Regions from separate parts of the Hordeum vulgare genome. Here region 1 is linked to region 2. A link is a contact called in public Hi-C data. All regions are on one chromosome and are shown on one strand. Each heading gives the region's core, a stretch centred on a gene start, on an enhancer-like site or on the middle of the called end of the contact. The rest is flanking DNA. Distances are from core to core; before and after follow the strand shown.

Evidence for each region. Hi-C and Micro-C count contacts between places; a contact is called where the count stands out from the background.
Region 1: a Hi-C map of leaf shows a contact between it and region 2, with 2.6 times the contacts expected there. The contact joins the promoter of LOC123409988 here to the promoter of LOC123410222 in region 2. A contact is called at or near these places in 3 of 6 Hi-C or Micro-C datasets (leaf and seedling) and 1 of 1 datasets of contacts at active chromatin or transcription factors (embryo).

What each region holds. Positions count from the first base shown.
Region 1 is chr7H:399,415,764-399,423,430 of MorexV3_pseudomolecules_assembly, forward strand. It overlaps LOC123409988 (lysine-specific histone demethylase 1 homolog 2), which reads left to right and starts at 4,075. Exons shown (of 2, transcript XM_045102859.1): 1 at 4,075-5,686; 2 at 6,745-7,667. The coding sequence starts at 4,135. The coding sequence ends at 7,478.
Region 2 is chr7H:399,218,085-399,224,877 of MorexV3_pseudomolecules_assembly, forward strand. It overlaps LOC123410222 (beta-glucuronosyltransferase GlcAT14B-like), which reads right to left and starts at 2,031. Exons shown (of 5, transcript XM_045103129.1): 1 at 1,821-2,031; 2 at 958-1,725; 3 at 312-387; 4 at 79-194. The coding sequence starts at 1,624.

The sequences.
Region 1 (7,667 bases), core at 2,825-5,324, 200 kb after region 2:
AAATAGATGCCACAGGCTTACAAAACATTGATTGCAGAACCTTGCAAAACGATTTTAAAACATTCTTCACTTCTATTGCATGCAACTTCTTGTGCTTATCATATATTGGTATCATGTGGCTTGGGATCAGCTTCGAGAAAAGCAAATGAACCAGAGAAGTTTTTAGCTTTCCCCCAACAATGAAAGTAGGCACACACAACAAAAGAAATAACTAAGCATTGCAACTATTATTTGCTGAAAATAAATGATAAAAATGTCATGTAAAAGTGTGCTTACCTCCAATTCTTGACTTGAAGGCAGTGGATGCAACCACTCATCCTGAGAGCCACACACATCACCACGAATTTCGCATCCATCCATGGGTGGGTTGCTTGGTATCATGGATGTGTGCATCTGCACCAACAAAATTGTTGTTCTCACGATGAGCTTCATTGCAGCCCTCTAGCTGTAAGTTCGACGTCTCCACCAAACGACGAAGCTGCAAAAACCAGGGCATATAGGGTTGAACCACCGTATAAATAAGGCATATCAATAAGGCAACAAACAAAAAGAACGAAATATGAAAAATAGAAGGAGAATGAGCTCTTACATTCCGTTTTCCAAATTCTTTCTTATCAAGGCTTAGCTTATTCCTATCAATTTCTTCTATCAACTTAAAATCGTCGTTGCAAGCGAAGCAAGCCCTTGGGAGAGAGTACTCAATTCTATGCTCAGAAACCAGCAAATGAGGCACCTCGACAAAGTCCATGTAAATTATGTGAACAAACCACAAAAATGACATTTGTGAGCCAACCTGTTATAGACAGATACTAGAGTGAAATAAATGAAAGGAAATAGAGAAAGCAGCAAGCCCATGGGCCATACACAAACATTGGCACACAACCGTCAATCCAGAAGGCAGTTTTCCCTTCATTCCTCTTCTTTTAATACTTCTTGACCTCATTCAGTGCGGCAACCAAGAAATGCTCATCCCAAGAAAACTCATTGATCTTGTCCATGTCAACCAAGCTCGCAAGATACTCTAGAGGAACCATGTTGCCAGTACCAGGACATAGCACGAGAGCAATACACAATAGTACCCAGGTCCTGTTTATAGTAACAACCTCAAGAACATCTGCACCCTTAAGCACTTCGATAGTGCGCCTCGTTGGGGCCCTCAACCCTACTCGATAGGGTTCACGCAACATGTGTGGCTCATTCCTCTTCAACAACTCCAATGACCTTGACCCAGAAGGTACATTGATTTTTTTTCACACCATGTCCTTTGTAAACAATATGGAGTTCCTTTTGTGACTGCAGCAAGTAGATAAAACAACTAAGCCTATAAGAAACAAAACCTATTGCAACAAAAGGTAGGAAAATATGATATTCAAGAGGGATCTGTTTGAGTTGCATACCTAAGCAACGCCTTCTCTGGATCAATTTTCATGACTACCCAATCCAGCAGATTGACGGGTACATAAAAAGAGTTGATATTCAAGATGGATCCAAAGCTGCCTTTGCATATAGCTTCCTTTTTTTGACTGAAGATCCGCAATCTGGCGCAAGCGGATGGTGATAAACGTGTTGAGAATGACCCATCAGCAGCAGGACATTCGTCGTCGTCCATTCTGCAATACAGAAGAAAGAACAGAAACAAAGTTATAAAAACACTAAAATTGAAAAAAAATCCTATTGCAGCACAAAAAACATAGTTCTAACACCTACACTACATCCTTATAAGAGTTACTCCACTAATTTCACTTAATCTGAATAAGCATGACTATTGCAACATGACTATTTAACTCAGACTCAATAACAAACCAAATTTAACATGACTATTGCAACAAAAAAATTAATGTGTATTTAATGGGAAATGTGATAAATGTACGTGAAGATAGCAAAACAAGAAGTCTACAAGTACACGCTAAAAATTCAAGCTAACAAAAAAACACAAAATTCAGGCTAACCAAAATTTTGACTAAAATGTATGAGTTATGCTGCATTGCCACTATTGGTTCCATTTCACTCCTCAAGAACACCAACAACATGATCATAATGACTACAAGTTCCTTAGGGTTCCTAAAACTTTAGCTACAACTTTCTATGTGAAAACTCTAACGACCACCACCAGACCAGTCCCCCCACCCTCTAAACATGGAGTTCTAGTAGATGCTGCAACACCCGGTGGACGCCGAATTTTTGTCATGAAGCCACTGCGGGCGCGAGATCCTTGACGAGCTCAACCCCAACCCCAATCATCACTACCACCCCTCCTACAAGGCAACTCCGATGAGCCAGATCCACACACACCATAGGTCCTCCACCCTCTCTCATCTTGAATGAACCCATTTCCGCGAAGAAGCAACACATCTATAACACGAACCTGAGCTCTCGGTCGTCGGTGGCCATGGAGTGCGACGATGATGCGCGGGTCCTCACTCCCTTCGTACCCGCCGGCAACGCCGCTCCTTTGCCTCACTGCCGCGCTGACCGTCACAACCGCAGTTACCGGATCCAGGTGGAGGGGGAGGGGAGAAGAGAGCAGAGGGGAACGACCAGAAAGGAAGGGGCGAGCCCGAGCTGAGCTGCAATTGGGAAATCAGGGATACCGACTCAAAATGTTCTTCCAATTTGTGACTTTGACATGCTATTCACTTATGTGTGTGGGGGCAACCAGGAGCTATGGATGACACTAGTGTGTTATACAATGCAATAAGTGTTGATGAAAGGTTCTTCCCACACCCTCCAAAAGGTAACATTTTAGCATATGATCATACAATTCACTAATTGTTTAAATATCAAATGTTTGTACAAGAAATAGATGATATCATTTCCTTCTTTTATAGGCAAATATTATGTTGTTGATGCGGGATATCCCAATCGTCCGGGATACCTAGCTCCTTATAAGGGTGAGAAGTATCATATGCCAGAATGGCGTAGAGGTATGGAGCCAAAAACTCCAACGGAAAAATTCAACCGAGTCCATTCATCTATCCGCAATGTCATTGAGCGATCATTTGGAGTGCTAAAAATGAAGTGGCAGATTTTGTATATGATGCGACCGTACCCGATGTTCAAGCAAAAAATGATCGTTGTTGCTACTATGGTCCTTCACAACTTTATTCGTGAGCATAACAGCGAAGACTTGGACTTTTCTCGGTTCGACCGTGATCCTCATTATGTGCCTACAATACCGAACAGGTATAACAAATTTGTTGCTGCCTCTGATAGATCTACAACGGAACCGGATGCTCCGACTATGGATACATTCCGTAATGAGTTAGCCACCGCTATTGCCGATGGTTGGAACTAGATTTCTACTGTTCAAGATGGTTCGGGTTTTATTTGCATTTTTTTTTCTTCGAGGGAGTAGAACAATTGTATCGTTGGACATTCATGTTGATCTTTTTAATTATGTATCGCAATAGTTCACATCATTTTACAATAGTTCACTTAAATCTTATGCCATCTTTTTATAGTTGCCATTTATAGTTCACTTAAATTTTATGATAGATCTACAAGACTTTAAAAAATATCTCAAGGCGCATAAATATTGGGCCGTCAAAACATTACGCATAAAAAATAAGGGCAGAATAAACTATTTCCATCAAATACTACTGTTTTTAAAGTTGGAGCTAGCTGCAAGCCAAACAGTATAAAACTGCTTCAAGGTAGAGCTACAACTCCTTGATGAAACTGCTCTAAAATAAAGTTGATGGAGTGAAGCTGAATTTTTTGAAGTGGAGTAGTCTCAAACAGGCCCTTAACGTACACCGATGACACGCTGCCGCTTCCGTGTTCCGTCTTTTTCTCTTCCCACGTCAGGACTCCATTCTCGTATAACCGAACGGTGGGGACACATGACATGAAGGCAACTTTACAGGAAAGTCAACCTCCTTTTACTCACCTCACAGAATATGAACCACCCTTAAACTGACAGCAGGCCGCCGGCCCACGTCATCCTCCTCTTTCGGCTTAAGCCCGCACGCGCACCTTGGCCCTCTTGGGTTATTGCGACGGCTGGGCCTGCCTGTCAGTGAAACGCAATAAAGTCATTTTCCCCCAATTCCCACCCACCTTCTCCCCCGAAAGCCCAAACTGGCGGAGCCGAGCAATCCCAAACCCCAACCCCCCACACGACCCTTCCCGGCGATGTCGCCGTCGCCGCCGCCGCCGCCGCCGCCGGGCCGCCCGCGCCGTGCGGCGTCGGCGCGTCCGGGTTCGTACGACGAGTCGCTGGTCGACACCGAGCTGCAGGCTTACCTTGGGAACTCCCCGTCGCGGCGCATCCGGCGCCTGCGCCGCCTCTCCCCGGAGGAGCGCCAGCGCGAGACGGAGACAGAGGCGCTCATTGCGCTCTCCCTGGGCTTCCCCATCGACGCCCTACTCCCCGCCGAGGAGGCCATCCTCGCGGACCCCGACGCCGCCGCCCCCAACGACTACATCGTCGTCCGCAACCACATCCTCGCCTCCTGGCGCGCCGACCCGCGGGTGCCGCTCCCCCGCGCGCGTGTGCTCGAGACCGTGGCCTCGAGCTACGACCACCTAGTCGCCGCCGCGCACGGCTTCCTCACCCGAGAGGGCCACATCAACTTCGGTGTCTCGGCTACCTTCCCCGCATCCCCTCCCGCCGACGCGCTCCATGTCCCAGCCGCTTCGGTCCTCGTCATCGGTGCTGGCCTCGCCGGGCTCGCTGCCGCGCGGCAGCTTCTTCGATTCGGCCTCCGCGTGCTCGTCCTGGAGGGCCGCGCCCGCCCTGGCGGCCGCGTTTACACCTCCCGCCTAGGCGGGGGGCAGGCCGCCGTTGAGCTTGGCGGGAGCGTCATCACTGGCATCCACGCCAACCCGCTAGGCGTGCTCGCCCGCCAGCTCGGGATTCCTCTCCACAAGGTGCGTGACCGCTGCCCACTGTACCACACTGACGGCCGGACCGTGGGCACCAGACTAGATAGAAGTATCGATTTGGTGTTCAATACGCTTCTTGACCACGCCACTAGGCTGCGGGAGTCTCTCAAGGAAGCCGCAGAGGGGATCTCGCTAGGGGAAGCGATCGAAAGGCTGAGAAGGTTGTACAATGCGGCCAAAAGCGAGGAAGAGAGGGAGGTTCTGGACTGGCATCTGGCAAACCTTGAGTTCTCCAATGCTGGTTGCTTATCGGAGCTCTCTCTGGCGTACTGGGACCAGGACGACCAGTTTGAGATGGGTGGAGATCATTGCTTCTTGGCTGGAGGGAATTCGAGGCTCGTACACGCGTTATGTGATGGTGTACCAGTGTTGTATGAGAAGACGGTGAAGCGTATTGAACATGGAGTAGATGGCGTGAGCATCACGGTGGAAGGAGGGCAGGTTTTTCAGGCGGACATGGCGCTCTGCACTGTTCCGCTTGGTGTGCTCAAGAGTGGGAGCATTGTGTTTGACCCACAGTTACCTGAAAACAAGCTTGGAGCGATCCAGAGGTTGGGGTTCGGTTTGTTGAACAAAGTGGCTATGGTGTTCCCATCTGTATTTTGGGATGAGGAAATCGACACATTTGGGTGTTTGAATAAGGAGACCAGCAAGCGTGGGGAATTCTTTCTCTTCTACAGCTACCATACTGTCTCTGGTGGCGCAGTACTTGTTGCACTTGTGGCGGGAGAGGCTGCTTTGGAGTTTGAAAAGGTTGATCCTGTTGTCACACTTCATCGGGTACTTGGCATTCTTCGAGGTAATCACCACTAAAATTAACAACCATGGTCATGGTGTTATCATAAGTTTAGTAAAAATCTTCGATGAACGTTGGGAGTTAGATCATCTATTTGTAACAATATGCGGAAAGCCATTTCAAAAAATACATGAATGCGTGTTGCTCATTGCACTTGTGTTTGAGTAAACACTAAACAAAGTGCGATGAGCAAGAGAGAGGCAAGATAATTTTGAGTGGAAGCTTCAAAATGATGTGTATATTTTGTTAATCCGTATGAAAAATTAGTTTTGAAACACATGAATGCTGTATACCTGCTTCACACTCTATTCCTTGGTGGGATAGGTGGTGATTTAAGACCAGGATTAAACAGTACTCCCTCCGTTTGTAAATATAAGTCCTTTTAGAGATTTCAATACAGGCTACATACGGATGTATATAGACGTATCTTAGATTGTAGATTCACTCATTTTGCTCCGTATGTAGTCCGCATTAAAATCTCTAAAGAGCCTTATATTTAGGAACGGAGGGAGTAGAACAAGTAGTGCGTGTGATTATGTTGTAATCATTGTCACCACACCGTTCCATTGAAATGTCGTTTTTGTCTTGATTTGAATTGTGATTTATATAGTAATAAAACAATTTTTTTGGACTTATTAGGAGGTGCAATCAATTGTCTAGAGTATGGATGTCATTTGTTAGGAGCCATTACCTGCTTCCTGTTAGGGGAGTTTCCAATTACAGCATCTTCAATGCTCCTAGGTATAGGTGCTTAACATTTGTTTTGGCACGACACGTGGGCAGACAATATGTGAAAAGTTAAGAATTGGTCCTTAAGCATTTATGCTTATATGGTTGTTTGTGAGTTGTGGGGGAGTATCTAGCTACCTATAAGCACAGATGCTTGCATTGGTCATTTCTGGATTAGCTTATCAAATGGATGCTTAATGATATGATAACAATAACAGGGGTTATGCAATAGGAGCTTATTAGGGGGATACATGCAAATTCTTTCTTGAAATATTTGCTTTGTTTTACTTTTTATAATAAGCACTGGAATGATATTCATGATTTTTTTGCAGGTATCTATGGCCCAAAAGGCATTACTGTGCCTGACCCCATTCAATCAGCTTGTACAAGATGGGGTAGTGATCCTCTTTGTTGCGGTTCATACTCTCACATCAGAGTTGGGTCCTCTGGAACGGACTATGACATTCTTGCTGAGAGTGTCAGTGAAGACCGGCTCTTCTTTGCCGGAGAAGCAACGAACCGTGCATACCCTGCAACGATGCATGGCGCCTTATTGAGTGGACTAAGAGAAGCTTCCAGAATTCTCCGGGCTTCAGAAAGCAGAGTGGATTCTGATCATAAGAAGTATGCTCTGCAGAAAAGCCTTAGACCTCCTGATGGCATCCTTGAAGATCTTTTCACGGAGCCAGATCTTCAATTCAGTAGATTCTCATTCGTGTTCTCCTCTATGACACCCGATGATCCACAGTCTATGGGCTTGCTCAGGATTACACTTGAGAATCCCCGTTTGGAAGGGGACCAAAAGAATCAGGAGTCTGCAGCCGAGAAGGAGGCTCACCAGAAAGCCTTCCACTTATATGCCGCCGTCTCTCGAGAGCAGGCCAGTCAGCTGCAACTGGCAGGCGACGATGATCGAGGTAGGTTAGAGTTGCTATGTAAGGATCTTAGTGTAAAGCTGATGGGCTACGACAATACGTGCGATACAGGCAACTCTCTGATTTTAAGCATCCAGAGCGCTCAGAAAGCCAGGAAGAGGCAGCAGCGCCCCAAGGACTTCAAATTCTGACATCGATTGTAGAAGAAAACAATTCTTAGGTAGGATTGTTTTGTAATTTAGTGTTGTACAAATTCAGACATTGGGGCCATCCAAGATCCCACCGTGCTGCGCTCCTAGTTGTAAATTGCAACATCTGGGTTTGGGTTCAGTAGATTAGACCTGGGATGCAAATGGCATGATCAGTGGATCCAGTGCACT
Region 2 (6,793 bases), core at 781-3,280:
CCGGCTGCCACACAAATGTACTGGTTTATGGGTAGAAATGTAGAATTGTCAATAATGAAATCAGAACGCAGGTCCTACCAGTATATAATTTGAAAGATGTTGGCAGTTCTCGCCGCTCAGTAGTCGTAGAAAGGTCAAACTTTTTTGACAGATAAAGCCCTGGGTCCAGAACTATGGGTTTTGCTCTTTGGATCCTGTGATGAAAGCACACAAACATCAGAAAAGCCAAAGTAGTTTGCGAAGGATAAACAGAGCTAGAGAAAATTAACGTGAATCAAAATACAAGTGTTTACACCATTAAGAAAATGTACCTTTTCCATCCAGATATTTGCATGTGCTCTATAAAATTAAGATTTCTTGGCAAAGACGAGAAAACATGAAGTATATCTGTACAGAAATAATAGCAGTTAACTACTCATGGAGTATGCAATAAATTAAGTATATCAGCACAGAGATACTGTCAGCTCACACTACAAGTACACTGCCATCAGTAGTTGCTGTTGATTTAGTAAAATTTTAAACGAGCACTGCACACTGGCACTTCACCCCCTATAACTTATCCATGGCCTCTATCCTCTAGGTATCTACGAAAGTGATGCTTCGCGACACTTACAATCTTTACTCAATGAGGAGTCTATCCTCTGCACAAGTGATGATAATGCAGAAGATATCTAGTTATGCTAGTCCAGGCTGCAGCGGAATTGCGACATATATGCCCCCGATGCCCACATGGCATGAATGATTTCAATCTTATGACATGATATTGTTACCCAACCCATTCCGCAGTGCAACATCTCAGACAACAGGAGTAAAGTCTCGGCAGGTAAATCAAGGAAATTGCCATGTTATCACATTGGCTGGTTTGTGTTTGCCAATCATGAGAATGCAGCTCCACCTTCCATTTAGTTGCTCAATTGCAGGATAATAAAACTGGAAATGTTGAACAAGAGCACTAACCATCTTGCGTCATGAGGGGATAATCTGAGGCGCTGAGGTTGATGAACCAGTCCCACTCCAAGCCTTCCTTGAGGAGGATCGCCACGGCGTGGAGCGTGCAGGCGACCATCGTCGGCCCCTTGTACGTGACCAGGTTGCCCTTGGCGATCACCCGCACATTCCCGACCTGGCTGAACATCGGGTCCCCCTTGACGTACATGGCCAGGTCAATCCTCTCCCGTGGCGGCGCCTCCAGATCCAAGTGCAGGATGTACTGGTTGCGCGGGTGGTATATCGCCTGCAGCACCCTCCGCATCCGCAGGCCGTCGCCCTTGGTGCCCTCGAGGAGGTACGCCAGCCTGGGCGGCTCGGCGTCGGAGTCGTCAGAGTTCACGGCGGCGTTGTCGGGGTTGTCGTTGTCGTCCAGCAGCCGGTCCTTTGCCTCGGGTTCCACTGACTGGCTGCTGTCCCGCTGCGACGGTGAGCCTCCGTCGTCCCAGTCGGTGAACGAGACGACGTCAAATAGGAAGGCGTCGTCGCCGGCCAAGTAGGGCGGTGAGAAGAGGCCGCAGGCGGCGGCCAGGAAGAGGGTGACCGACACGAGGAGGCTCGCGATGAAGGGGAGCAGCCACCGGCGGTCGTTGAAGGGCCTCCCGGGACCGGAGTTGAGGCCACAGCTCTTCCTCATTTGCTCGTACGCATTCAACTAGGACACCGCACCGATGAAGGGGGGGCGCGCACGACTCCAAATTCAAGGCTGTGCTTCCGGAATCGCTCTAGCTTGCGCACCTACATTCGCAAATCACGTCAAGAACAGTGAGTAGACTCCAATTTCTAGCCATCCTTCACACTTCAACAAATCCCCAATTCCTAAATCGGCATACCTGCGCTCCCGTGACCCCGCCGGGTGCCGCGTCACCGCCGTACGCTGCCTCCTGCGAGAAACCGGCCTGAGGGATCCAAATTGGTAGCTCCGTCCGTCTCCACGCTTTGGTCGGAGCAGCAGGCTGGAGTGGTTGAGCTCGGCAGCGTACAGCACTGGCAACACCACATTTTCCTCTCTTTCTTTTTTTTTCTATCGAGGAGGAGGAGCGCAAGACGAGATTTTCCTTTTTTTCATCTTTTTAGTAGGGCAACACGAGGTTTTCATTTTCACCATAAGAAAAGCCTCAGGACTGTGAGACACGGCACACATGAATTTTTACGTAGAAATTTACGAAAAAGATAAATTCATTTTTTTAGAATAATTACACCGGCTTTTACATCAAAATGATGTACGCAGGTATTTTATTAACAAAAATACCCATCAAGTATGTAGTTCAAGAACTGGAATTTTTTTTTAAATAAATACGGCCATAACCAGCACAAATAGAACTAGATGATTATACACATAGCATATTATTGGACAATCATCTTAATTGATTGTAGGATATATGTCTCTATATCGAAATATATGATTTTGTAGGGTAATTTAGCCTAAACACGTCATATAGTGTGATATGGAGGGGGATATTATATTATTACATTTTTATATTATAGATGTTATTTTATATTATTTTATGGACTGAGCGGTTAATTTAGTGTCAAGTGTCAGTTCTTGTTTTCTGCATATTTTTGTTTCGCAAAACCATACTTACCGAAACCAAACATGATATGACTTTTGATGATTTACAGTAGATCCTAGAAGCTTTGGGAGGAGGCAAGAAGACCCGCGAGGGGCCACAAACAAGTGGGGTGCACCCTAGGGGGTAGGTGTGTCAGGGAGGCTTGTGGTCCCCTCGTGATCCGTTTGACTTTATTTTTGGCCTATAAATTCCTAAAATATTCAGGAACCCTCGAAGCAAGACCCGAAACAATTTATTGTCGCCGAAAGCCTCTGTTCCACCGCAACCCCTTCTGGAGTCCTTTATCGATACTATGTGGAGAGGGAAAATCATTGGTGAGGCCATCTTCATCAACCTTGTTGCTTCCATGATGATGTTTGAGTAATTCCTAAAGGACCTACGGGTCCATACAATAGCTAGATTGCTTGCTCTCTCTATTTTGATTTTCAATATAATGATCTTCTCTAAGATCAGTCGGATGTAATATTTTGCGATGTGTTGGTTGGGATCCAATAAATTGTGGATTTATAATCAGATTATTCATAGAGATATTTTGAGTTCTTTAGCCTTCATATTTGCCTAATTTTATAGATTTCTATTTCTTTCCGATCTACGTGTCTAATTTGATCAAGTTTGATTGATTTATCTTCTACGGTAGAGGTGCTTTGTAGTAGGATCAACCTTGCGGTGACCCTGTCGAGTGACAGGAAGGAAAAGGGTGCGTATTTGTGTGGTTGCTACTTAAGGATAAAAATGGGGTTTGATCATATTGACTGGTCTTACTTGGTGTACATTATGTCATCTTGATTATTGTGTTACTCTATTTATTATGAACTTAATACTTTCATATGCATGCTAGATAGTAGTCTTAGAGTGAAGTAATAGTAATAGACGCAAGTAAGCTTAATGCTCTACTTATTACCAACGTAATGCCTATGCAATTATTAAGCCATGAATGATGTTTACAACAATGCATAGTTTGTTCAATTACCCAACAATAATTTTTTTACCCTTCATTATTCTACTTTCGAGAGAGATGGCACTACTGAACTGCTACGTCTCCAATGTACCAACAATTTATGAAGTATTCATGCAATATTTATCTGAGTTCTACATGATTTTGGTGCACTTTTATATGATTGTTGGAAACTAACCTATTGACCTAGTGCTAGTGCCAGTTTCTATTTTCTGGCTATTTTTTGTTTTGCAAAATATTCATACCAAACAAAGTCCAAATTTTCCACGAAATTTTATGGTATTTTTTCATGGACCAGAAAAGACCCACGGAGACTTGGAGATGTACCATAGGATTGTCGGGGGAGTCACAAGCCTGGGTCCCCCCAAGAGCGCGCACCCTGAGCACGTCGGTCCCTCATGCACCCCTGGCGTGAAACCGATGATGAAAATTCCTAAATATAGAAAGTCCATAAACAACCCGAGAACTTCCGCTCTGTCTCCGCAAGCCTCTATTCGGAAGCAATCCCATCTGGAGCCCTTTTGAAGTGCCCTGCCAAAGGGGTCATTATCACAGGCCATCTTCATCATCTCGGTGGTCTCCATGACTAGTAGGGGGTAGTTCACCCTCAGGGCTGAGGGTACGTACCAGTAGTTATTTGTTTGATCTCTCTCTCTCTCTCTCTCTCTCTCTCTCTCTCTCGTGTTCTTGATTTGGCACAATCTTGATGTATCACGAGCTTTTTTAATAAGTTGGATCGTATGGTGTTCTTCCCTCTCTATCTTGATGTGATGAATTTAGTCTTTCCCTTTGAGGTTTTGTTATGTTAGATTGAATATTTTAGATTTCATAACACTTGATGTATGTCTTGCACGTGGATACCTGTGGTGACAACGGGGTATTCTGTTGAGTCACTTATGTATGTTTTGGTAATCAACTTGCGGATTACCGAGGTGATAATGGGTTAATGTAGGCACATAGGTTGATATAGGTTTTCATCCTACTTTCCCCGATAAAAACTTTGGGGTACTCTTTGAAGTTCTTTGTGTTGGATCGAGTATGAGGAATCTAAAATTGTTCGGTGTTATTGTAGTATGAATTCTAGGATTGTTTGTGACCCTTATAGGGATAGATTAATAGATTACTCATAAAGGATAACTTTGAGGTGGTTTGCTACCTACAACAATTTCATCGTATGTTCTTTGCTATTAATAAGAACTTTGGAGTGATTCTTTGTCGCATGTTGAGGCGTGGTTATATGATTCGGTTATGTTAGCACTAGTGAGAGATTGCACTAGTGAAAGTATGAACCCTAGGCCTTGTTTCTAAGCATTGCAATGTCATTTGTGCTCACTTTAACTACTTGCTACCTTGCTGTTTTTATAATTTCAGATTACAAAAACCTATTTATACTATCCATACTACACTTGTATCACCATCTCTTCGTCGAACTAATGCACCTATACTATTGTCCATTGTATTGGGTGTGTCGGGGACACAAGAGATTTCTTGAATTTGATTGCGGGGTTGTTTGAGAGAGACCACCTTCATCCTACTCCTCTCGTGGATTGATAAACCTTAGGTCATCCACTTGAGGGAATTTTGCTACTATACAACAAAACTATGTGCTTGGAGGCCCAACATAGTCTACAAAAATAAAGTTACATAGTAGACATCAAGATATTTTTGGCGCCGTTGCGGGGGAGGTGAGTGCTTGCAGGGTATATATTTAGATCTTGCAATTGAATATTTTAGCATCTTGTTTATCACAAGTTTGGTTTAAAATGCAAAATAAAAATGGAAATTAGGTTGCCTCAAATTCTTCATCTTTATAATGTCTTTCTGTTGGGGAACGTAGCATGGGAGACAAAAGTTTCCTACGCACACATAAGATCTATCCCTGGTGATGACCATCTACGTGAGGAGAGATCGGATCCACATACCCTTGTAGATTGCTAAGAGGGAAGCGTTAAGAAATGTGGTTGATGTAGTCAAACGTCTTCGCGATCCAAATCATAGGTGGTCCCGCAATCCAATCACGATCTAGTGCCTAACGGACGGCACCTCCGCGTTCAGCACACGTGCAGCTCGATGACAATCTCCATTGTCTTGATCCAGCAAGAATTCTCTAATAGCCTAATGGTGTGGCGGCGATGGTGGTGGAGCTGATCCAGCACGGCTTCGCCATGCACTACCGAACCTAATCTAGAGGAAGAACGAACTAAACGGAGGGAGAGGGGCTGCGCCTTAGATTGTGTGTTGGCTGCCCTCTCTCCCCTCTAGTATATATAGGAGGCAGGGGGAAGGGGTGGCGCCCTAGGGTTTCCCCTAGGGTTGGTCGACCGAACCCAAAAGGAGGAATCCTCCTACACCAAGGGAGGTGGAGTCCTACTCCTAGTAGGATTCCCTCCCCACTTGGCCTCCTCCCACCTCTTTGGCGCAAGGGCCTTTAGGGGCTGGCTGCCCAGCCCACTACGGGCTGGTGCGCCACCTCTTAGCCCCATGTGGCCCCTCGGGTGGGTGGACTTCTCCAGATGGACCCCCAGAACCCATTCGTCATTCCCGATACACTACCGAAAATGCTTGAAACCATTCTGGAGCCCAAATACCCTCTTCCTATACATCAATCTTTGTCTCCGAACCATTCCGGAACTCCTCGTGATGTCCGGGATCTCATCCGGGACTCCGAACAACCTTCAGTCACCAACATACATAAGTCAACTATACCAAAACGTCATCGAACCTTAAGTGTGCAGATCATGCGGGTTCGAGAACTATGCAGACATGATCGAGACACTCTCCGCGCAATAACCAATATCGGGGCCTGGATTCCCATATTGGCTCCTACATATTCTACGAAGATCTTTATCGGTCGAACCGCTATGTCAAGGATTCAGTTAATCCCGTATACTATTCCCTTTGTCCATCAGTAAGTTACTCACCCGAGATTCGATCGTCAATATCTCCATACCTAGTTCAATCTCATTACCGACAAGTCCCTTTACTCGTTCCGTAATACAAGATCACATGACTAACTCCTTAGTCATATTGCTTGCAAGGCTTGTTGTGATGTTGTATTACCGAGTTGGCCCCGAGATACCTTTGCGTCACACGGAGTGACAAATCCCAGTCTTGATCCATGTCAACCCAACAGACACCCTCAGAGACACCTGTAGAGCACCTTTATAGTCACCCAGTTACATTGTGACGTTTGATACACACAAGGCATTCTTCCGGTGCTCGGGAGTTGCATGATCTCATGGTCATAGAAAGATATACTTGACATCCGGAAAACAGT